3 separate regions of the Xenopus laevis genome follow, and regions 1 and 3 are each linked to region 2. The links are chromatin contacts, called in public Hi-C maps. All regions are on one chromosome and are shown on one strand. Each heading gives the region's core, a stretch centred on a gene start, on an enhancer-like site or on the middle of the called end of the contact. The rest is flanking DNA. Distances are from core to core; before and after follow the strand shown. Region 1 holds the start of LOC121399113 (proline-rich extensin-like protein EPR1). Region 2 holds the start of ccr7.S (C-C motif chemokine receptor 7 S homeolog). Region 3 holds the start of cdc6.S (cell division cycle 6 S homeolog).

What was found. A called contact is a pair of places that touch in the nucleus more often than the background predicts.
Region 1: a contact with region 2 is called in a Hi-C map of the XL177 cell line, with 4 times the contacts expected there. The contact joins the promoter of LOC121399113 here to the promoter of ccr7.S in region 2. A contact is called at or near these places in 2 of 4 Hi-C or Micro-C datasets (the XL177 cell line and the XTC cell line).
Region 3: a Hi-C map of the XTC cell line shows a contact between it and region 2, with 3 times the contacts expected there. The contact joins the promoter of cdc6.S here to the promoter of ccr7.S in region 2. A contact is called at or near these places in 2 of 4 Hi-C or Micro-C datasets (the XL177 cell line and the XTC cell line).

The regions. Positions count from the first base shown.
Region 1 is chr9_10S:1,438,263-1,441,018 of Xenopus_laevis_v10.1, forward strand. LOC121399113 (proline-rich extensin-like protein EPR1) reads left to right here and starts at 1,478. Exons shown (of 1, transcript XM_041578978.1): 1 at 1,478-2,756. The coding sequence starts at 1,478.
Region 2 is chr9_10S:1,304,707-1,307,419 of Xenopus_laevis_v10.1, forward strand. ccr7.S (C-C motif chemokine receptor 7 S homeolog) reads left to right here and starts at 1,259. Exons shown (of 3, transcript NM_001092273.1): 1 at 1,259-1,366. The coding sequence starts at 1,336.
Region 3 is chr9_10S:1,519,878-1,522,629 of Xenopus_laevis_v10.1, forward strand. cdc6.S (cell division cycle 6 S homeolog) reads right to left here and starts at 1,343. Exons shown (of 12, transcript NM_001088375.1): 1 at 1,222-1,343.

The DNA of each region.
Region 1 (2,756 bases), core at 228-2,727, 130 kb after region 2:
TTGACAGCGAAGGAGGTGAAGTCATTTCCCCTTTATGGATTAATATAGAACGGATTGCGAGGGCCTTGGAGGGCTCTTTATTTAGAGCTTTCGGTCACGTTAATTTGAGCGTTGCCTTCTTTCCGGTCACCTTCTTGTCATTCGAGTCTCACTATAGAAACCACCGCCATCTTGTAAGCAGGAAGTGAGTTTCTGTGGAGAAGGCGGTGAGACTTGTGTGGAGGGAAGTTCATAAGAGCAGGTGAGAGACTTGGCCTGAGTGTGAGTGTGAGTGTGAGTGTGAGTGAGAGTGAGAGTGTGAGTGGGACTGAAGCCAGTTATTATTCATATAAAGTTACGTGTGAGGCTGCAGAAATATTCCACAAGTTTTCACTCAGTTTCCTCAGTGTCTGTGACTGACCCTCATTTCTATGGACTTTACTTTCTGCCTTTGGCTTTTATTTCTACTTCTTCTCCTTCTCATTATTACTGACTCAGTATTATTACTACTGACTTGTTACTGCTGCCTCCATTGTTACTACTTTCCTCATTACTGCCCTCCATTTTGTTACTGTTGCCTCATTAGTATTGGCCTCCATTATAATTACTGGCCTCATTATTACTGCCTCATCATTGTTATTACTGTCGCATTGTTACTACTTTCCTCATTAATGGCCTCATTATTGTTACTTCTGCCTCCCTTATTACTACTTTCCTCATTACTGCCTCATTGTTACTACTTTCCTCATTACTGGCCTCCATTGTTACTGCCTCATTATTACTACTGCTGCCTCCATTATTTGCCTCTCAGTCAATTGCTCAGTGGGGGAGGGTCTGTGTGTGGAAAGTGAAAGAAATGGGGTGAATTGGATAAAAGCAAAGGCAATTCAAGTCAATACATTAATACTGTGCCGCTTCACTGAGTATCTTTGCTGCTTTCTGAATTACAACTTTGGACCCTGCTGTTATTTGTTATTTATTTGTCCCTTTAATTGGATTCAGGCGGGGGATGCTGTTACAATATTGCTGTTATTGCTGTTACAAAGCACAGGTTGCTCCTGTTACTCAGTAATCTCTATGTAACAAACACTCTGACTGCTGCTGTTTTGTGTATAAAACGATATGTTTGTGTTTCTCTAGAATCTCTTGCCCATAGAGCTGAACTGGAGGACAAGTAATTCACATACAATTAGGGAAAAACCCGGTGAGTCCCCACTGGGCCAGATCTGCTCCTCGATTGGCCCAAACATGACAAATACACACAGTACACTGCGCTCGCTGCTTGTCCATGCACAGGGTGCACCCACCATTCACACACGCATGTGGGGTCCCCGAGGTTCAGAACCCAGTGGGTCCCAACCACACCAGTCCAACCCTGAATTAATATATATATTTAAGTGCTCAGAGATTATTAAATGCCATGTAGTAAGTGAGAGACAGAAGGAAGGAGGTCACTGCCCCATAGAGCTTACAATCTAAGTGTTTTGTTCTATTAGGAATGAGGGGCATTTTTCAATGTTCTGGCACAGCCTCTATCCACCGGCACCCGCTCTATCCACCTGCACCCGCTCTATCCACTGGCACCCCCTCTACCCCCCCTCTCCACCGGCACCCCCTCTACCCACCGGCAACCGCTCTACCCACCGGCACCCGCTCTATCCACCGGCACCCGCTCTATCCACCGGCACCCCCTCTGCCCGCTCTATCCACCGGCACCCCTCTCTCCACCGGCACCCCCTCTATCCACCGGCACCCGCTCTATCCACCGGCACCCGCTCTATCCACCGGCACCCCCTCTCTCCACCGGCACCCCCTCTCTCCACCGACACCCGCTCTATCCACCGGCACCCCTCTGCCCGCTCTCTCCACCGGCACCCCCTCTCTCCACCGGCACCCCCTCTCTCCACCGGCACCCCCTCTCTCCACCGGCACCCGCTCTCTCCACCGGCACCCGCTCTATCCACCGGCACCCCCTCTCTCCACCGGCACCCGCTCTATCCACCGGCACCCCCTCTACCCGCTCTATCCACCAGCACCCCCTCTCTCCACCGGCACCCCCTCTCTCCACCGGCACCCCCTCTCTCCACCGGCACCCCCTCTCTCCACCGGCACCCCCTCTCTCCACCGGCACCCGCTCTCTCCACCGGCACCCGCTCTCTCCACCGGCACCCGCTCTACCCACCGGCACCCGCTCTACCCACCGGCACCCGCTCTACCCACCGGCACCCGCTCTACCCACCGGCACCCCCTCTACCCACCGGCACCCGCTCTACCCACCGGCACCCGCTCTACCCACCGGCACCCCCTCTACCACCGGCACCCGCTCTACCCACCGGCACCCCCTCTATCCACCGGCACCCCCTCTACCCACCGGCACCCCCTCTACCCACCGGCACCCCCACTATCCACCGGCACCCCCTCTATCCACCGGCACCCCCTCTACCCACCGGCACCCCCTCTACCCACCGGCACCCCCTCTACCCACCGGCACCCCCTCTACCCACCGGCACCCCCTCTACCCACCGGCACCCGCTCTACCCACCGGCACCCCCTCTACCCACCGGCACCCGCTCTACCCACCGGCACCCGCTCTACCCACCGGCACCCGCTCTACCCACCGGCACCCGCTCTACCCACCGGCACCCCCTCTACCCACCGGCACCCGCTCTACCCACCGGCACCCGCTCTACCCACCGGCACCCCCTCTACCCACCGGCACCCGCTCTACCCACCGGCACCCCCTCTATCCACCGGCACCCCCTCTACCCACCGGCACC
Region 2 (2,713 bases), core at 9-2,508:
CTACTACATCTATTTTATAGGAGATAGTATTAGAGTGGTTTAGGAAATGTTCTGGAAACATCTTGAGTGGGTAGTACTGTAGCTGACCATGCATGAACCATGAACCCGCTCAAGGATAAAAAACCCTTGTATTGACATTCTACTTTCCAAATCTAGTTGAGGTTGTTCAATCAATACTTATCTTTAACTTATCAGTTTATAGGAGGAAACTATAAATGTGGAAATGTATTTAATAACCATTAAATAAATGTATTTAGTTTACAGGTTGAACAGAAGTATTGCAGTTGTGGACTGGAACACATGGGTATTTGGAAAAACACTGATGGCCCCTTCCTGCCCAAACTGCCCCCCACTCAACCCGGCAGTTGCAATCTGTTATGTACCTTCACCTGCCCTGCCCCCGGTAATGTCAGACATGGATGGTCCAGGAGTTGCTTTATAAGAAATTGCAGCACATTAATTTGGGATGGGTATAGAGTTGGAAGTGGTTAGGTTGGGGTCAGGGCAGACAAGATTGCATGTGTGTGTGTGCATTGCCTATCAATACACAATACACTCGCGTGGTCGGCAGGTTGGTGGTGAACCTCAGGTACTCGGTCCAACACTGATAATATCTGACCTTACAAAGTGATGTTTCTGGACTAGCTTGGTCTTTGCTCAAGCCTTAGTCAGACTATGTTGCCCAACTGCAAACAACTTTATACAGTTCAAACACAAACATGTCACCAATGAGTTACCGCCTACCAATTCAGGGCAAAAAAGACCAAGGGGAACCAAGTCAGCCAACGTTTTGAACAAACAGATCAATATATATATAACAAGGTGAAAATAAATTCAAATAAAGTCAAAGAATATACATGGTATATGATATATATATAATGGTAGGACATTAATTGTGGGACCTATATATTGTCTCTGTCCAGGGAACATTTACTGGCTATGTCTGCCCCTGACTCATATATTTATTGGTATTAAGCAAAAGGAAGCACTCGTTTATTTCTTTGCTTCAACTGAGTTTGAAGTAGCAGCTGCTCCAGCACAAAAATAGCAAGATTAATAGCAAATATTTTGCGGAAGCCTGAAACCTTTGCTGCACTAGCCCCTCTAACATTGGAGTGTGTTTATTTTAGGTGTGGTTTTCCTTTAATATTGTACCCCAGGAAACACCTGACGTAGAAAGGGACGTCCCAGAATGTGTCTATAATATATATCTGTCTGCCGATACAGAAATGAGTCTTTGACACTTCTTCCCGTTCACATGAGACAAAGCCTCCCCAACTACACACATCTCTCAGTAATCGGCACATAAGAACTGTGTCTCTGTTTCCTGTGTCAATGCCAATCAGCATGGCAGCTCACATTCAAGGTAAATTGTGGATTCTTTTTTTATTAGAGGTCAAGTGATGTGATATGTACACAAATTGTTCTTTTTTGGCGGGTGGATAATCCTTTAGCATATATACAGGAACTGCTATGCAACATGCTGTAGGGAGGATAGATGGGAGTATGGGAGGCTGGTTAGTAGCAGAATGCAATAGCAGGTTGCAGTAGCCTAAGTGGGATAAGATGAGGGCATGGGGCTTAGCTGTTGCTTGATGACTTTAATAGAAACAGTAAGAATTGTAAAGAAGGAGAAGGACCAGGTTTAGGTGGAAAGATGATCAGTTTGGTTTTTTTGTTAGGTTCTGATGGCACTGACTCATCCAAGTGAAGATATCTAGGCGGCAATTAGAGATCTGAGCCTCAGCAATGAATGAGGCAGATCTATGTTATCTGACTAGGGTTGTATCCTGTTCTCCACAACATTTTAGGGGGTTATTTACTTAAACTCGAAAGTTTCTCATTATTTTATTAAAACGAATTCCCATCCACAATTTCACCTTACTTATCAATAAAATTCAGTGCAGGAAAAAAATTTGACTCGTACAAATGTTTCCGATTTTTCGGATTATCGTCTGAAAACCACAAATTGTTTGGCTTATCGTACGAAACCCAGCGCAAATCATAATATCTTCCAATTGTAAAAAGGACATATTTCATTGACTTCTACATGACCTCGACAGGTTTGAGATGGAGTATTTTTCGGATTCTGACTTTTTTCAGCCTCGGGGTATAATAAATAAATTTGAGGTTTTTCTTCCTAATAAACATTTGTGTTTTCCCCTTTAAAACCTTTACCAGAAAGATTCAACTTTTAGCTAATAACCCCCTTTATGTTTGACCTGACAATCAATCACATTGATACCAGTATATATATATTATGATGAGCATCATTATAGTCCTCTGAACCCATCAATAGCCAGAAACATCAAGATAGATGACGTTCTGTAGAGGACAATAAGCTTAACATTTACATTAACTATAAGATATTAGAACTCTTGTGTCATCCCTTGCCTTCTTCTTTATGGTAAGAAATGGGACCACTTGTTGCATCATCAATCAGAATCCCAATACATGCCGTGATGTCCTTGGGGGGATTCTTGTAAAAGGAACCATAGCAATCGGAATTCCAGAAGGAATACATTGTTAATGGTTAGCTGCTCTGAGGTCTTTAGTTGTAACCAAGAGAAATGAGATAGTGTTAGCATGGATGTCAATTGCAACTTAGATTGCAAGCTCCACAGGTGAGGAGATATTGAGAGTGAATTTGTTGTGGAGCCAAATGAATGTAACTAGCTTGTTCTGATTTGGGAATTCATGATTTTGTGTGTAA
Region 3 (2,752 bases), core at 93-2,592, 220 kb after region 2:
TTCTTTATCTAAATGAGTATAATACAATGATAAACCCTTATTTTATACACAGAATGTCTCCTTTAAAGGTTTAAATAAACAAGGTGATAATGGATAAAATGACAGTAATACAGCGGTACCCCACTAGCCTGCACTTTGGCAACAGAAATGCCCTGACAGAAGCCTGAGTGCGGCCGCTGGGAAGTACGGATATAAGAGAATTAAAGGTGTACCGTCTATAATAAATATTATGGATTTTTAATGAACACACATTTTCAATGTAAGACCTATTTTGTGGGCTCGTGGGTAGTTTAAATGCATATTGTACCTGGGAGTATTATGTAGGGTGTATGATACAGGAGTGTATATATAGAAACATGGGAATACGGTCATTTAGAATGAAGAGCTTTTTGGCTGCACAACAATCTAAGGGGCTGCTCTGCTAATATCCCAATATCTTTCTATTCTGGGAGCATACAAGGAAATGCATCACTTGTTAGAGCCTCAATAGGCAATATCTGTATATAAATTGCACTAACGCCGTTCCCATCAGTGCTAACGAGCTACAGGGAAGCTGCAGATGAAGTGATGAACAGGGAGCAGTTCTATTAATGAACAAGAGAGGCGACAGATTCATCAGAGCAGGATTAACCCTATAGCAGCCTGGGCCCCTGCACTTTAGAGTTTTTCTCTAATAAATGAGTGAAGGCAAAGTCTATGGCATTAGCTGCGGGGGTGAGTAGTACAGACCCGACATCAGCTCAATCTCATGGATAAACTCAGGCCAATGAAAATGAAGGAAAGCCCCACTTGCTGTTATTTAGAAGGAATGGTTAATTAGCTGCACAATAATCAAGGCATTGCTTCCCCTTTCATTTTGAGGCTGCACAAGTCTCCTCCCAGCACCAGCACTTATTAAAGGGCATTTAGGTGCAGGGCTGTATAGAAAGCAGCTGAGTCTGCAGCTGGAGCAGAAGGCTGGTAGCCATGTGACTATAGAGCTACAGGCTGGACTGAAGACATTAGGGAGCTGCTGGCAGTCACAAGGGAAGGCTACACGGCTGACAGTTGGCCCTTCATGTGCCAAGACTACAAGTCCCACAGTGCATTGCGCGCCTCTCCCAGCAGCAGCCGCACAAGCCCAGGACTTTCACTCGCCCAATGTTCGTGAATAAATGAAGGAGCCTCACACGTATCACTGACTCACACAAAGCGACTGCCTGTGACTAAACGAGGACTCACCTGCTTGTCAGCGAGGCTGTGGCGGATTCCAGTCAGAAATAAAAACGCGCTGCCCTCACTAATGCCGCCGCTGCTTCTTCTGCTCTAAACTTCGCCGCACACTGACCCCCAGCGCGGCAAAACCTCTCTCAGAATAAGCAGCGCGCGCTCAGAATCTCGCGCCAAGCTCTCTCATTGGCTGCCGCTCCGAGGCGACAGGAGCAGGTGGTCTCCGCATAAGCCAATCACAAGCCGCTGCCGGACACTTACGTTGCAGTTTCATGAGGTGGGGGAGGTGGGGGAGGTGAGGGCTCCTGTGTGAGGAAATGACAGTCAGTTGTGACTAAGTATAAAGCTCTACTCGCCTCTTGTACCAACTCAAACTCATATAAACATGAAATCATTTGGTTCTGCCTCCAATAAGGATTCATTAGATCTTAGTTGGGATCAAGTACAAGCGACTGTTTTACAGGTATAGGACCTGTTATCCAGAATGCTTGGGACCTGGGGTTTTGCGGATAATGGATCTTTCCATTATTTGGATCTTCATGCCTTAAGTCTACTAGAAAATCATATAAACATGAAATAAACCCAATAGGCTGGTTTTGCTTCCAATAAGGATTAATTATATCTTAGTTGGGATCAAGTACAAGCGACTGTTTTATTATTACACAGAAAAGGGAAATCATATTGAAACATTTGGATAATTTCATTATAATGGAGTCTATGGCCTTTCTGTAATTTGGAGCTTTCTGTGTAACGGGTTTCCCATATCTGTACAAGGTTCTGTTTTATTATTACAAAGAAAAAGGAAATGATTCTTAAAAAAATGGATTATTTGGATAAAATAGTGTCTATAGCAGACAGCCTTTCTGTAATTCAGATTTTTCTGGATAGTGGGTTTCCGGATAACAGATCCCATGCCTGTAATAACGTTTCAGATTTAGGAAGAAGGAGAGCCGTACAGGTTACAATCTAAGCTCCCCACGACTTTATTATAATACAGGTATGGGACCTGTTATTCAGAATGCTCTGGAGCTGGATAAGGGATCTTTCTGTAATTTGGATCTTCACATCTTAAGTCTACTAGAAAATCACATAAACATGAAATAAAGCCAATAGTCTGGTTTTGCTTCCAATAAGGATTAATTATATCTTAGTTGGGATCAAGTACAAGCGACTGTTTTATTATTACAGATAAAATGGAGGAAGGCAAATGGGAGAGTGTGGGAGGCAGCATTTCTATAATTCTGTATGACGGGTTTCCAGATAAGGGATCCCATACCCTGATCACTGGCAAGTAGCTTTAGTGGGTCCCTATGAGGAGAATCTGGTAATATTATGAGTCCGCTCAGGGGGGAACATCAGAGTAAGACCCCCAGTTACCTGCTGAAATGGGCGTCTGAGTTGGACTCCATGTTGTTCATATGAAGTGATTCCTTGTATTTGCAGCAGCAGCATTTAGATTGAGCTGCTTGTGTCTCCTGTGCTCACTATACTGGTGATGACGCACAAGTAGCAGGTGTCAGTGTAGTTGCACCAGGGTCTGGGA